Regions from separate parts of the Mus musculus genome. Here all the other regions are linked to region 2. Evidence: chromatin contacts called from public HiChIP or PLAC-seq and promoter capture Hi-C data. All regions are on one chromosome and are shown on one strand. The core of a region is the stretch at or near the end of the contact, and the rest is flanking DNA. Distances in the headings are between cores, read along the strand shown.

Region 1 (2,700 bases), core at 61-2,560, 240 kb before region 2:
CTAATGTCAAAAGGGCTGAGTGGTTCAGTCACCCTTGAGAAACAGGACGGAATGCAGGGGTCAGGACTGAGGCAAGGCCGAGGACCAGGGGACATTTAGGATGGTGCTCCCAGCTCAGTGGAGCTAGGTCTGGCTCGGAGCCCTTGTTCTCTGGCCGCTGACTGGCTAGGGAAGCTAGCTCCCCAACTCCTCAGTGCCCCAGAGACAACATCCTGCCTGGTGCAGGGAGATAGCTGAAGAGCCCAGAGACAGCGTCAGCACTTGCAGGGAGCACTTGGCTTGTCTGCCTGTCCCCCCAAACCTCCCCAGGTTACCTCACTTTCCTGTTGTGTTCTGCTTTGCCCCTGCAGCTTTGCCCCCAACTGCTCAGTGGTGTTTGGTTTGAAGAACACCCTAGGCCTCAATGTGTTTATCTCTAAAATGGGAAGAATAACAACTCTTTCCTAGGGCTTTGGGAGGCAGAGGTGTTTAAAACTTTTCAAAGGTTTATTATTGTTAATATTAGGTTTGGGGCAAGGAGTCGTATCTTGCTGTGGTTCCACTAAGGGTTAGGAATGTGTGTAGGTGCCAGCGTTGGCTTCAGGGTAGGGTCCTGTGTTCTGCTGTTCCACAGCCACTAATGCTCTTGTGCCTCTCCTCCCTAGCTCACTGTCTACCTGGGAAAGCGGGACTTTGTGGACCACATTGACCTCGTGGACCCCGTGGGTGAGTGCTGGTCGGTGGGCTAGGGAGAGCCCTATCTCCAGAGCTCTGACACACAGAATGGGTAGGCATGGCTTCCTGCTTCAGGAAGCAGGCTTCTGGACAGCTCCTCCCTATTCAAGACAGAGGCCTCTGACTGCTCCAAGGCTAGGAGCAGAACAGCAGCAGCCACATCTTACATAAGGCCTGCTGTGCAGCAGTGATAACTCCTGCTTTCTGGACAGAATGAGGCACAGAGAGGCTTAGCAACTTGTTCCAGGTCACAAAGCTGCTGAGTCAAAATTCTAGCCTCCGTCTCTGCTGTCTCCTAGGGAAATCTTTCTTAGGATTTCTGAAACAGGGAGTGTTCTTACCTAGACGGGACTCTGCCGGAGATGCTGTGTCACAGCTGAGATTGGCTCCCAAGGGCTTGGCTGAGTTCAGGGTTTCTGTCTCTTGGAAATGTTGCCATCTTGGTTTGTATTATTCTCAGTTGGTAGCATACGTCTGCCTGGACATTGCAGGATGTTTGCCAGCGTCCCTGGTCCCTGCCCATTAGATACAAGAACTACCCCTACCACCACCACAGTTAGGACAATGTGCTAAATGACTCCGTGGGAGTAAATTGCCCATGCTCACAACAGCTGCTTCTGTAGAAAGTCGTTGGTCTCACAGGCTCTTTTCTTGTTGTATGGGGAGGCTCAGAGTCATCCGATTTACAAATGGAAGCACTGAGCCCAGATTGTTATTTTTTAAAAAAAGATGACCATGAAAAAGGGAGGTGGGTGTCACAGTGATTCAAACTGAGGCCTGGTGAAGAAACTGGCCTCAGAAATCGTCTCAGAGATGATGCTGTGCTCTTGTGCACCGTCCTTGGGCTGAGGGACCCTTGCTGTGCCAGAGTCCAGAAGGCAAAGCATAGCAGCAGATTTCAGCTCATAGAGAAAAGAGCTTTGTGAATATAAGCAGAAGCCTCGGGCCCTGAGCCTACGGGTGTTGACAGGGCTACAAGCTGAAGATCCAGGCCCCTTCCTTTAGGACCTGGAACAGAACCACCTAGTTGACCTCTCCAGCCTTGCTTGTAGGCCTTCTGATGTCCCACTATTTACATCTTCTCCAGAACTGACTTTTCCGAGGCCCTGGGCCCTGGGTTCACCTGTGTTCGGTTTCAGGCAGAGGTTTCTGAGAGTTCTCTGTGGGCCAGTGTTGAACATAACCCGAGTACAGCAGAGGCTGTGGACAGCTGAGAGGAGAAGAGAACTAGATCTCCAGTACACACATTGGCACTGGAGGGTCCTTATCCATGCCAGATTCCCTGCAGGACCTGAGGACCCAATGAATTCTTTTTTTTTTTAAAGATTTATTTATTGATTATATGTAAGTACACTGTAGCTGTCTTCATACACTCCAGAAGAGGGAGTCAGATCTTGTTATGGGTGGTTGTGAGCCACCATGTGGTTGCTGGGATTTGAACTCCTGACCTTCGGAAGAGCAGTTGGGTGCTCTTACCCACTGAGCCATCTCACCAGCCCCGACCCAATGAATTCTTAGGGCATGGTCCAGGCTTGCTCATTTGCCTCAGTAAGAAGCCTTCTGCCTGTGACACTGCCTCTCTGAACTGATCCTGTCTTCCCTTCTCTCCGCCATCCCATCTGGGGCAGGGACCTGGTGCTAGCCCAGGGCCCAGCACCCAGCTGATGGAATATTTGCACCAGCTCTGGGAATCCTCTCCTCCTCTCTGGCCACTGAGCTGAACTTTCCCTTCCAGCTTTCTTGACATGTCTCTTGGTCATCTAACCCTGCCTCGTTCTGTGGGGCCAGGCTCCAAGTCATCCCCTTTGACCCTATTGAGGAAACACTGCTGGAGGGTCATGTGTCTTCACTGGGACATTGTATTTACCCTCAGCTGAGCTCCTGGTGCCCGGTCAGTACAGGACATGGCATATAGGTGATGCCCATCATGAATGGAAAAGCATGCTGGAGGGGTGGGTGACCCCGAGGGTGGACTGGAATATCCCT
Region 2 (2,700 bases), core at 193-2,692:
ATCATTCATTAGACTACACTTTGTTATTATCTTGGAATACAAACTTACAAACATTTACAGTGAAACAGCATATTACCTTAGCTGGCAGCAGCCTCACACAATCCATGCTTTCAGAATCTCTTGACACCATTTTTTCTTGTGTTTGACTTCATTTCATGTTTCACTCATCATGGCTCCAGCCGCAATAGGCATATATATGGAATATATATATATATATATATATATATATATATATATATATATATATTCTCCATACAGCCTAGCTGAGCCATACGATGTGCATACACACTGATGAAGTTCTCACAATGAAACCACATCATTGTTGTGTTCTCAGTACCAAGCCCCATCATTAAGCACTGCATTATTCTATCAATTACAACCTCCTCTTAGCACCTGGGCTGGTCTTGAACTTGTGATTCTCATGCCCCAGCCTCCTGAGTGCTTGGATTAACAGGAGCCAGGCCCCATGACTGGCTCTCATTTGTTAAAGGTTAGTAATGTGTACTTATCAGGACCATTCAAAAATGCTTTATAAACGTTAAGGCACTATACAAATTGATGTCTTTAATTATTGTGAATGCTGACCTTTTTACAATTCAGTTTTGGTTCTGCCATCACCTCAACAATTAAATTGTCATTAATTTTCACTATGATTATTCTAATAATAATGATGACAGTGGTAACACAGTGGCCTGGTCACACCTAAAGGATTCACCCAAACTATGTGCTCAGAACTAGGGGCTGAGAAGAATCTAGTACAGGTCTGCTTTGGAGTTGTTTGCTTTAGCAGATAATTCTGATTATTAATTACTGTTCCATACTCTCTCACCTTCCAACCAAGTCCTCTCTATTCTCTTTCTTGGGGAGAGTACAGTTTAGCACGACTTCTGAAGTCAGCCTTGTTTGAAGAGGAAAACTTAGGGGAGACCACTCAGTTGCAAATCTAGTATCAAAAACATTCCACCTTGGAACCTTTTTGGTCGCCCACAACTCCTCTATAGTAAGAAGACTTCACAGTCTCGGTTTGTTCCCACAGTTCTAAACTACAGCTGAAGTTTGGCTTTAGATGGAAGAAAGCAAAAGTAGAATGGTCCTAGCTGATTCTGGCTGACTCAGTCTTCCTTCCTGATGCAGGTCCCCACAGTCCCCGGCCGAATTCCGGGTGACTCTCACCCCAGCTCACCGGCTCCGGAGGCTCTCTGGGCTCTCCCGTGGAGTCTCGGAAGAAGGCCTGAAGCTGAGCTGGGGCGATGGAGACTGGATAACAGCGACAGAAACCACAGACGCTGAAACGAACCCAGTGACCGCTGCGCAAGAACTGGCAGTAATGAGACAAATATCCCAGGAGCAGAAGGAATGCGCTGGGGAGCAGGCGCCAGAGGACTGAGAGCAGCGTCTGGGTGTCAACCTCCCCGGCCAGGCCACGCCCCTTCACCGCGCAGTGCCCGCCCTGCTTGCTTCTCCACGCCCTTAACGATTGGTCTGTGGAAGGTATCACCGCCTAAAACTTCCCTAGACAGTCTAATTGTCGAACAAAGGTTCCGAGGCTCAGAGGGGACTCCTAAAAAGATAAAAGGTGGAAGGGGGTGTTTTCACACAAAGCACTGGACATTCTCCTTGCAAAAGGTTCCAAAATGTATATATTTATCAGGGCCTGGTGGTGCGGGGCTGTGGACTTTGCTAGTGTGGTAGAGACTGTTAAATTTCATCTGTCTGGACTACAAAATGAGTTTAAGGCCACCCTGAACAATTGCCCTTCTCGCAAGATTTTTAAAAAAAAGTATAAACAGAGCCGAGAAACCAGTTAGGTGGCAGAGCACTCGCCTAGCAGGTGCAACGTCCTAGGTTCACTCTCCTGTACCTTCGATAACTTATTGTATATTGTCTACACACATTTACATACATGTATCTGTCACCAAGTACTGAATCCATTCTCTTGTTTCACAATCACACGCAAGGACCATCCCATTCTTCCCCACCTACCAAAATCAAAAGAGGAAAAGGCCCCTCTTGACACACTGCAGCATCTAAGAGATCAGCCAGGGGTGGGGACAAAGAAAGCTAAAAATGACTGTTAAAAAAAAACAACAACAACACAAACAAACAAACAAACAAAAAAACAAACCGAAACAAACAAACAAACAAAACCCATCAGGTCAACAAGGCTACCAGAGGAGACTAAAAAGAAAATGAAAAAGTCACGACCAAAACAAAAACCCAAACAAACAAACATAAAAACCAAGATGTGGAGTACATTGGTATCAAAATTCACAGTGGTTCCTTATGTACCAGGTTAACATAATGAACTAGGACATTTAGCATAGTGGCATTACCCTGTGGGGAGTGACTTGTATTTGACTTATAATAGTAAGATGTATGATAGCACCCTTCACCTTATAATATAAGAAATCACACCCCCAAGTGTGGGTCTAACCACAGTAAGATAGAAAGCAGCACAGCAGGGCCGATTCGGCCGGACCCCATTCCTCCTCTGCCTGTGAGGATGCCAGGGGGCAGGGCCCTGTCCACCAAGGAGCAAAGTGACTTCCTTTTATTTCATCCCAGTCATGTTAGGAGTTTCTCTCCCAAATGGCTGCCTCCTCTAGTTCCAGTGTAAGAATATGGGGTCTTCTTTCTTTGAAGTGAACTTGATACTCAGAAGTAGAACTCACATGGAGAGAAACAATTGAAACTCATTTT
Region 3 (2,700 bases), core at 93-2,592, 200 kb before region 2:
CCCGCTCTCGTGTGCATCGCCGTCGGAGCAACCTAGTCGCGCCTCGTCCAGGTCTATCAGAGGCCGGTCCAACAGTACGCGCGGGGAAGCGCAGCGCAGGCGGCGCGCGTCGGGTACGCGCTCGGTGGCGTTGTGCAGCCAGGCCAGCAGGGGGCGCGAGGTGCACCCACAGCTCAGTGGGTTGTCCGCCAGCAGCAGGCGCGGCTGGGGCAGGTCGCCATCGCGCTCAAGCGCGCTCAGCTCGTCCGGGCCCAGGCCGGCCAGCGCGTTGACACGCGCATCCAGCTGCTCCAGGCGGGGCAGGCGCAGCGCGGCGAGTGGCAGGCGGCTCAGCGCGTTGCCTACCAAGCCCAGCAGGCGAAGCTCGGCCAGGGGGGCCAGAGCGGCGTCCAGTGCATCCAGCATCCCGGGGCTGCCTCGAGCCAGCGCGTGATTGAGCTGTAGTGAGCGCAGCGCAGGCAGCCCGCGAAAGGCGCGGTAGCCCAGGGCGCGTAGCGGGTTGTGGCTTAGGTCGAGTGCCGCCAGGCTGGGCAACCCGTCGAAGGCACCGTCCTCTACTACCTCGATGTTGTTGTGTGTGAGGCGCAGCGCGGTAAGGAGCGGTAGGCGCACGCCGTCCGTCGCCCCCTCGCCCCCTCCCGCGAAGGCTGCGGCGCGCAGCACGGTCAGGTTGGCGCCCACGATGGTGAGGTTGCGCGCGTCGGGTGGCACGTCCCGGGGCGGCTGCCGGAGCTCCGCGCCCGACGCGCAGCGCAACATTAACCGGGGGCTGCCGAAGCAGTAACACTGGAAGGGACAGGGCGCGGCGGGCCGGCTCAGCGCCGCCGCCAAGAGCAGCAGCCCTGGCAGCGGGCTCCAGAGCCCCCGCTGTCCCGCGCGCGGGGCCATCGCGGCCGTCCCCGCATCCAGCCCCCGGCCCGCAGCGCTCACCAGTGAATTGGGAGCGTTTGGAGATGATGGGATGGGGGTGGCACGGGAAGGTGGCTGTGGGCTAGACCTTGACCCGGAGCAGCTGACAGTTCCGACCGGTCCGTCCTCCAGCTTGTAAAGTCCGAGGAGCCTTCACTTTGATGGCTGGGGGCTACAGGGGTCAGGCGGGGAGCGGAGCCCCCCGCCCTCGCTGCCCTCGTCGCCCTGCGCTCCGGCCTCCGACTTCCGCGGCTGTTCCGGGCTCCGAGCCGAGTGGGCAGGGTTTGCCTCCCCCTCCCCGCCTCCTGGCCGCCTCCTCCGCCCCCAGCGGAGTCTCCGCACCTCCTCGCAAGGGAGGCGGGGTGGGAGGCTCCGGAGATGCAGGCTTAGGGCCGCTGCGCTCTCTTGCTCCCCTGCTCTCTAGTTCACGAGCTGCTGAGAAGTTTGGCTCCCCAAGCTCTGACTTGCTTCTTTCCCCACCCCCTTCGTTTAGGCAGCTTCTTTCCTCCTCCCTCCGAAGCACACGTGGGGCGGGGCCCTCAGGGCTGACCTGGCAGGTGGATCTGTGCACCCAGAGAAGGTGGGAGAGTTTAGAGCTGTCCCTAGAAAAGGAGGCAGGGCTGAGGGGTGGGCTGACAAAGTTACTCTTCTTGTAGTCAAGGAAAGGAGCTGTGCTAAGGGAGCGAGCCTGGAAAATCCCTAGCCTTGGATGTCTCCTTTGCGAACCCAGTTCCCTTAGGCTGTGTCTAAAACTCTGCAGGTCCTGTGTGTCCAGTCTTTTATCGACCCTCTTCTATGTTCTAAAACACCCTCTGTCCCCACATCTCCCGCGCCCTAATTCAGGCTGCTCTGCCTCTGCCAAGACCACTCCCATTGGTTCCACCTTTCAGGCTGGGCCCCTCCTAGGCTCAGGGAGCGGTGGGTGGAGTGATTCAGCTCTTTGCTTGCCCACCCCGCCCCAGCACTGAGTACTGCCAGGATACTGTGCCCCTTCCCCTCCAAATTGCCCTACCAGTCAATATTGAGTGGTGTGCCGGTTGGGGAGAGGGCTCTAGGAGCAGGAAAATCAGGAACTGATTTTGTAGTGGAGGGTGGGGGTGTGGTAAAATCCAGGGCTGAGGTGGGGGCTGAGCTGTTAATAGGCTTGTTTTGTTTTGTTTTGTTTTTCTTTCTTTCTGGGTTTTACTTATTTACTTTTTTTTTCCTCCAGAATTGAGAAGCTCAAGACCTGATTTAAAGAGACAGACTCCAGAGGAGGGAGCATTCCTGGTCTTGGCATGAATTATTCAGGTTGGAGAAGCTGACATTTGATCTGCAGGCCATTCGAGTATCTTACTTGGCAGAGCTGGTTGGGATAGAGGCTCCCCTCCTCCCCATAAGCATCAGTCAGTCTCTTTCTCCTGAACTGAAGACTACTGGTTGGTTTCTTCCCTGAAGTTGCATTTAGAAGATCGACCAGCAAATTGAAACCACTTTCTGAGGCATATCCTGCATTCCCTGGGTCTCAGGCAAATACCAACACTAAGGACCAGGCTGGTGATCTTGCTGGACTCCCTCAGCTCATATTGACCTAGTCCTGTCTCCATGATAACCTCCAGATGCTAGCAGATGACAGTAGTAGCTTTTAGAGCTGGACATGTCTGTATACATGGCCACCTGAGTTTACACACGTGTGCCTCTACACAAAAAGGCAAACTTTACACAAACAGACTTACACATGCCCATGTGTGGTCTATCAAATTTATTCTTACTTGGATGTGCATGCATGTGCACGGGAGGCTTGCACACAGC
Region 4 (2,700 bases), core at 184-2,683, 160 kb before region 2:
CTGGAGACCCCTGGGCCTCTTGCTTCTTACTACAGAAAAAAAAATTCTCTGACAATTCTCAGCATGAGAAGGGTTGAGAAACCCAAGGTAGCATTTTGAAAGGATTTAAGCTCAGTGGCTACTGGGATGAGCAAGCAGAAGTTCCCACTGTCAGGGTGCATGGGGAAAGACTTTTGAGGCGAAGTATTTAGGAGATAGAACTAATGAAAGAAGAAAGATAGGATGGCAGAGGGAGGGGCCACTGGGATGTCCACCTATTGCCATGCAGAGCTGCTAGGTATGGCCAGGCTGTACTGGCAGAACTCTAAGCCCTCGCAGCGCTTCACATATGTAAGGAGTGGCCTTTAGGCTTCAGTTACATGCGGAGCAGCCCGCTGAGCTGCAGACGCCCTGGAGTCAGGTCATGGAAAAACATGCCAAAGCAGAGGACTGGCAGGTAGCTCCAACACTGCTCCTTTGCTTGGAAGGACAGCTGGGGTGGACACCAAGGCTGGACACTGCTTTCTAGATTCTTCTCCAAGCTTTCCTCATAGGCATCTATGTCCATGGTGGGAGGTCCTCACAGACGTCTCCAGTCTCCCCCACAGGGATGACTTTGCCTTATAAGCCTGAGATCTTACTCTGTCTCTACCTGAGTGCACCTTGGGCATGGACCAGCCCATTCCTGGGCCCAGGTTCTTATGATGAACCAAGGAGTTACATGTGACAAGAGCCAATCAACCCCAGGCTGGAAAGAATCCCTGAGCGCTGACCCTCCTGAGTGGTGGATCCTCTGAATCCAGTGCAGGCTTCGGACCAGAGACCTTGATTCTAGTCCCAGCTCTGGTATAAGACCTTGGGCACTGCTTAGTCCTTTCCCAGGCCTTCATTTATTATCTATACAATGGGCATAAAAAAAGTAAGTGCTTAAAATCTCCTAGGAACTGTGGCTTTTCTGCTTCCTTGCTAGTAAACTCACCCGGTAAACCACTCAGTGCAAGACCTGGGTGGGGAGGGAAGTCTAGCAAGACACACAAAGTGTGTGTTCCTAAAATCTCTACATATGCTGCTGTCCTGCCTAGAAAGTCCTCCCATCCCAAGCCCTTATTTTCCTAATGATCCCGGAAGATCTGTCACAGATGGTGCTTCTTTTGGGGCCCTCAGAGACCCTCCCAGATGGGCTGTGTCCCTTTCCACGCTTGTATGTACTGGTAGGGACCACTTCTGTCCATCTGTAGCCTGGAGTTCCTGTGGGTCATTTCCTCAAGCAAGCTAGCAGCTGGGAGCTCAGGCTCACCTCCCTGAGCCCTAGCTGGCAACGAAACTTGTTGACAGAACGGGGCTCTGCACTTGCCAAAGCAGAGGAACGAGGCAGAGACAGAGGGAAAGCAAGAGGTTCAGAGTGACAGGCAGCATGTGTGATAGGAGGAGTAGGGTGTGTGGGAGGTTGGCCTTACCTGGCTTTTGCCCAGAGCCTCCTGGACGACACGACCTGTGCAGCCTGCATGGCAGGGTGTGGTGTACTCCACATAGGCACTGGTATCACAAACAGGGTTAAAGTCATCTGATTGGCAGGAGCAGGGCTCTGAGCAGCCAGGAAACAGGCTTGGCCCTGGCTGGGCACTAGACAGAGAAGAGGCAAATGTGTTTGGCTGGGCTCTCTTCTCTCAGGCCTCTGGCTGAAGCCTGGCTCCTACTCTGAGAGGAGTGGCCAGTGATTTCAGCTGCAGCTGTTCCCTGAGGGAGAACCGCTTAAGGAACTTTCCTGATGGGGGAGTGAGGAGTCTGGGCTGTGGAGTGCCCTTTCAACCCTGGATTCTACATGTCTGGGAGCTTCTGCAAATATTCCTGTATTTGGATGGAACACAATTGAAATCCCTTCCAGAAGTGAGTGTCAGATGAAGGGGCCATTCTCTCTTTGAGCTGAATTGTTACTTTGTCTCAGCCAAGGACAGCTGCGGTGGGCCCTGGCAGGAGATGGAGCAGCTGTGGGGCCTCTAACCTATGCCTTCCTCCCTGCGGGACGGTAATTTCTCTGTAATCTGGGCTGGGGTTCCCTTCTCACTGTCGCTTTCCTGAAGTCTCACGACCTCTGTGGTCATTCTCCTGTCCTGCTCACAGTGTCAAGTGCCCCCACCAGAGGACCTGCCCCAGGATCCCAGGCGTGCTCTACCCTAGCTGGAGAACTGAGGTTGGATAGGAGCTGGAGCTAGAAGAGAGGCTGAGTCTAAAGGGGTGAGCACCCTGGGTTGGGGGCTAGAGAACAGCTTTGGGACATAGGCTGTAGCCTGGCTTTCATGCCAGGAGGAAACACAACACCCTTGCCAGGTGACACCGTATCTTCAGTAAAGTGGGTCTATCAACAGAAGCGATTATAGAGATCTCATGGAGACTCAGAGGAACACAAGAGGGAAACTCCATTGGCCTCGGAAAGCCTCAGTGAACTAGAACTTGGAGCGCATCAATTATAAGATCTTTGGTGAGAATATGGGTGAGATGCGATGTCAAGACTGAGGGAGGAGGGGAGAAAGAAGACACAGGCAAGCAGGATGGCCTGAGACCAGTTGAGTGAACTGGGGAAAGTCCCTATTCCTGTACAACTAGTGTCATGGACACCTGCCCAGAGCCAGGGCCTCTTACACACTCAGCAGGCTCAAGGCTCCCCCACCTCACCCCACCCCACTCCACCCGCGTGTGCTTCATAAAGTCTCCATGCAGTCT
Region 5 (2,700 bases), core at 92-2,591, 180 kb after region 2:
GTCTGAGACACTGGTAGCTGTGTAAGAGATGCTCAGGAATCAAGGTCCAAAGCCAGGACGACTGTGTTTGCCCACAGTGGCCCAGCAAGCTGTGGATGGCGCCAGCACCTTGAGTCTGCCCTCTCATTGCAGAGCCTGTGTGCTCTGGGGTGGACAGAGCTTGTTCTTTTCTTAGGGTCCTATTAGTTCAGGAGCTCACCTAACATGAGGTCTGGAGCAACAGCCTGCCCAGGCTGCTGGGGTTCTGGATCAGCGTGCTCACCTTCTGGTGAAAGGACAAAGCTCTGACCCTGGCTGTCACTGGCGCATGCAGAGCAGTGGGGCCTCGCCTGTAGAAAGAGTTCATCCTGGGCTGCTTGGTAAGTGGTAGCAGCAGTGACTCCATAGCAAAGCTACCTCTCATCTGGGGATGATGCCTAGGACCACCACCTGCCAATGGGAGATTCCAGGTACCTGAAATGGCTTTCCTCCAAAGTTGAAGTGCTTTGATGTTCCAAATCTTATTTAATCCTTTGCGACATTTGCAGGACGATATTGAAGACTTTTAAAGTAACTCAAATCATTATCTTAGTGCTGGAGAGAAAACCTTTCTCCTAGGCGCTATGTGCAAGCACACAGACTGTGTTCAAAATGGCAAGTGTCTCTGCACTCCCCCACCAAATACCCAATCCTGAGATTCCCAGACCCGTACTATGACCTTCCCCACTCAGTTTCATCTGAAATCTAACTGGGTTGGTTCCCCTTGCAGGCTGCGTACCGCGGGGAGCCAGGGGTTAAAACCCGGGGCGTCTGTGGCCCCCTTCCCCCTCCCCAGCCCCCTCGTCTCCACTCGGCGCCTTGCCTGGAGCGAAGGTTCCCAGCCCTGCACTAAAGGGGAGGGGGAGAAATGGGCTTGTTTCTCGTGGCCAATCCACGAGCTCGCGGTGCCTCAGAGGAGGCGCCAGCATTAGGGCGGCCCAGGGCTGCAGGCTTCCCGCGGCAAAGTACAAATGCGCCCGAGCGCGGCGTCTGGCGCCCGAGGCGTGCACAGCGGCAGCGCTCAACCTCCCCCGCGCCGCCACCGAGGGTCTTGTCGCCCCACCGCGCCCCAGACCCGCGCCGGACCCCGCGCCGCCGCGCCGCCGCCAGCCAGCGCCACAGGGACACTGCACCCCGGTGACCGCACCCCGCAGATCCCGGTTCTCTAGCTAGCACCTTCTCCCTCTCTGCCATAGCCTTTTTCTTCATTTCCCCAACTAATTTCTCTCTCTCTCTCTCTCTCTCTCTCTCTCTCTCTCTCTCTCTCTCTCTCTCTCTCTCTCTCTCTCTCTCTCTTCTCCTCGTCCCCTCCCCACCGTCCTCTCATCCTCACCTTAGACCTCTCCTGTCCTTGGCTCCTCTTCATCTTTGCTTTTCCGACTCCTCAAGCAGCGGTCCTACTTGGTCCTCTGAGGACTTACTTGTGTCCTTATCTCACTTTCTCCCGGCTCATCCCGGGGTTGTCTGACCTTGGGACAAGGAAGGATGGTTCCCGGGGTGAGGATCATCCCCTCTTTGCTGGGACTCGTGATGTTCTGGCTCCCGTTGGACTCGCAAGCACTATCCCGTAAGTAGAAACCAGGCAAAGTCTGGGCAGGCAGGGGAGGGATGCGAACCAGTGGGATGTACTTTGCTGGAAGATGTTAGTTAGGACCTGGGGACCCCTTAACGCTTGCATTTATCCAGGCAGCACCTGCATAGCAGGGGTAGATGTTGCTCCATGACCAGTGTGGGCTGGTGAGTCTTGGGGGGAGAAAAGTTTGGCAGAGTTTCTTTCTGGGGTGCTGCTGGGGGAAGAGCAGTGTGCATTGTGGGAAGGGACTTTACTCCCAGCAGCCTGATGTGTTGAGTGTGAAAGACGGAAAGGCTGATGAGCTCCTGGGCTGAAAGATGAACAAAGTGGAGTCCATTATCGCTTTTGATACTCACAACACTCCATGAGGTGTCATCATTACATTTAATTGATGAGTAAAATCGGCAGGGCAAAGAGAAGAAAGTTTCCGAAGCTGGTAAGCTATCCAAAGCCAAGAGTCTAATTCCAAATCCTGCCTTTACAGCGTCTGGGAGACACCCCGATGTGGGGCTGTGAGACTGGAAGGCATCGGGGCGTGGTGAAAAAAGATGAGGTTCTTCATCTTCCCAGCCTCACTGTGTGCCAGCTGATGGGTCAGACACGGAGGGCACCTCACCATCTCTTTTCTAATCTATAAAATAGGAGCCTCTTAAAGCCGTTAAATGTATTAAATGACAGGGAGCAGGCAGAGCAGCTTGTATAGAGATGCTACAAGGTGGCCTCATCAAAGTGTATCAGCTGCCTAAGCCCCCAGAGTTTCCACTTCAAACAGTAGGTTATGCAGGACCACAGCCTCTGTTTCCTAACTGCCCCTCCTTATGCTGGTGACTCCTTCTGAACCTCCCCAATAAAGAAACAGAGCCCAACAAGGACAGTAGTTTGCTCCAGGCCACCAAACTTGAAGACCCAGGTCCCCACCCCCTAGCTGACAACCTTTTCCAGGCTTGGCTCCACCTGCCAGCTCTGCTTCTGACTGGCTACTGGCTTTGTGGAGCTAGTGAGGCTAGATTCTGTCCTGCTTCTGGGAATGGAAATGTTGCATGTCTGTCTGACGTCCCCTAGCCTGTCAGTGGCATGAGAATTATGGACACCCTCATGTCTCATAAGAC

Evidence for each region. Promoter capture Hi-C pulls out the DNA fragments that hold promoters and counts their contacts. HiChIP or PLAC-seq counts read pairs in DNA pulled down with a chosen protein or histone mark.
Region 1: a contact with region 2 is called in an H3K27ac HiChIP or PLAC-seq map of SST interneurons, with 4 times the contacts expected there. The contact joins the enhancer-like site here to the promoter of Neu3 in region 2. A contact is called at or near these places in 2 of 39 promoter capture datasets (cranial neural crest and hippocampal neurons), 1 of 15 datasets of contacts at CTCF or cohesin (stem cell-derived epiblast-like cells), 1 of 484 Hi-C or Micro-C datasets (bone marrow-derived macrophages), 6 of 115 datasets of contacts at active chromatin or transcription factors (SST interneurons, cardiomyocytes, craniofacial prominence and 3 more) and 3 of 9 other capture datasets (adipose tissue, embryonic stem cells and liver).
Region 3: a promoter capture Hi-C map of second pharyngeal arch cranial neural crest shows a contact between it and region 2. The contact joins the promoter of Tpbgl here to the promoter of Neu3 in region 2. A contact is called at or near these places in 29 of 39 promoter capture datasets (the 3T3-L1 cell line, 3T3-L1-derived adipocytes, the C10 cell line and 18 more), 3 of 15 datasets of contacts at CTCF or cohesin (CD8 T cells, large pre-B cells and stem cell-derived epiblast-like cells), 3 of 484 Hi-C or Micro-C datasets (bone marrow-derived macrophages and embryonic stem cells), 14 of 115 datasets of contacts at active chromatin or transcription factors (bone marrow-derived macrophages, cardiomyocytes, embryonic basal ganglia and 9 more) and 4 of 9 other capture datasets (adipose tissue, embryonic stem cells, liver and 1 more).
Region 4: a promoter capture Hi-C map of liver shows a contact between it and region 2. The contact joins the enhancer-like site here to the promoter of Neu3 in region 2. A contact is called at or near these places in 14 of 39 promoter capture datasets (the C10 cell line, the HPC-7 cell line, cranial neural crest and 9 more), 1 of 484 Hi-C or Micro-C datasets (bone marrow-derived macrophages), 8 of 115 datasets of contacts at active chromatin or transcription factors (Th17 cells, astrocytes, bone marrow-derived macrophages and 5 more) and 3 of 9 other capture datasets (adipose tissue, liver and pancreatic islet).
Region 5: a promoter capture Hi-C map of stem cell-derived epiblast-like cells shows a contact between it and region 2, with 3 times the contacts expected there. The contact joins the promoter of Chrdl2 here to the promoter of Neu3 in region 2. A contact is called at or near these places in 10 of 39 promoter capture datasets (cranial neural crest, embryonic stem cells, hematopoietic stem and progenitor cells and 4 more), 3 of 484 Hi-C or Micro-C datasets (the Ba/F3 cell line, large pre-B cells and pro-B cells) and 4 of 9 other capture datasets (adipose tissue, liver, macrophages and 1 more).

The regions. Positions count from the first base shown.
Region 1 is chr7:99,583,016-99,585,715 of GRCm38.p6, forward strand. It overlaps Arrb1 (arrestin, beta 1), which reads left to right. Exons shown (of 16, transcript NM_177231.2): 3 at 645-705. Among named protein-coding and RNA genes, the nearest start is that of Mir326, 32 kb to the left of the region's middle. Within about 2 kb of position 1,311, at least 18 of the 459 cell types and tissues checked have an H3K27ac peak or open chromatin away from gene starts, as enhancers often do. A contact at or near this core is called in SST interneurons, where this site is marked.
Region 2 is chr7:99,826,975-99,829,674 of GRCm38.p6, forward strand. Neu3 (neuraminidase 3) reads right to left here and starts at 1,443. Exons shown (of 3, transcript NM_016720.2): 1 at 1,184-1,443.
Region 3 is chr7:99,625,761-99,628,460 of GRCm38.p6, forward strand. It overlaps Tpbgl (trophoblast glycoprotein-like), which reads right to left and starts at 1,343. Exons shown (of 1, transcript NM_001195529.1): 1 at 1-1,343. The coding sequence starts at 888.
Region 4 is chr7:99,663,343-99,666,042 of GRCm38.p6, forward strand. Slco2b1 (solute carrier organic anion transporter family, member 2b1) reads right to left here. Exons shown (of 14, transcript NM_001252530.1): 10 at 1,437-1,602. Among named protein-coding and RNA genes, the nearest start is that of Gm25409, 11 kb to the left of the region's middle. Within about 2 kb of position 1,434, at least 96 of the 459 cell types and tissues checked have an H3K27ac peak or open chromatin away from gene starts, as enhancers often do. A contact at or near this core is called in adipose tissue and liver, where this site is marked.
Region 5 is chr7:100,005,063-100,007,762 of GRCm38.p6, forward strand. It overlaps Chrdl2 (chordin-like 2), which reads left to right and starts at 1,342. Exons shown (of 11, transcript NM_133709.3): 1 at 1,342-1,585. The coding sequence starts at 1,504.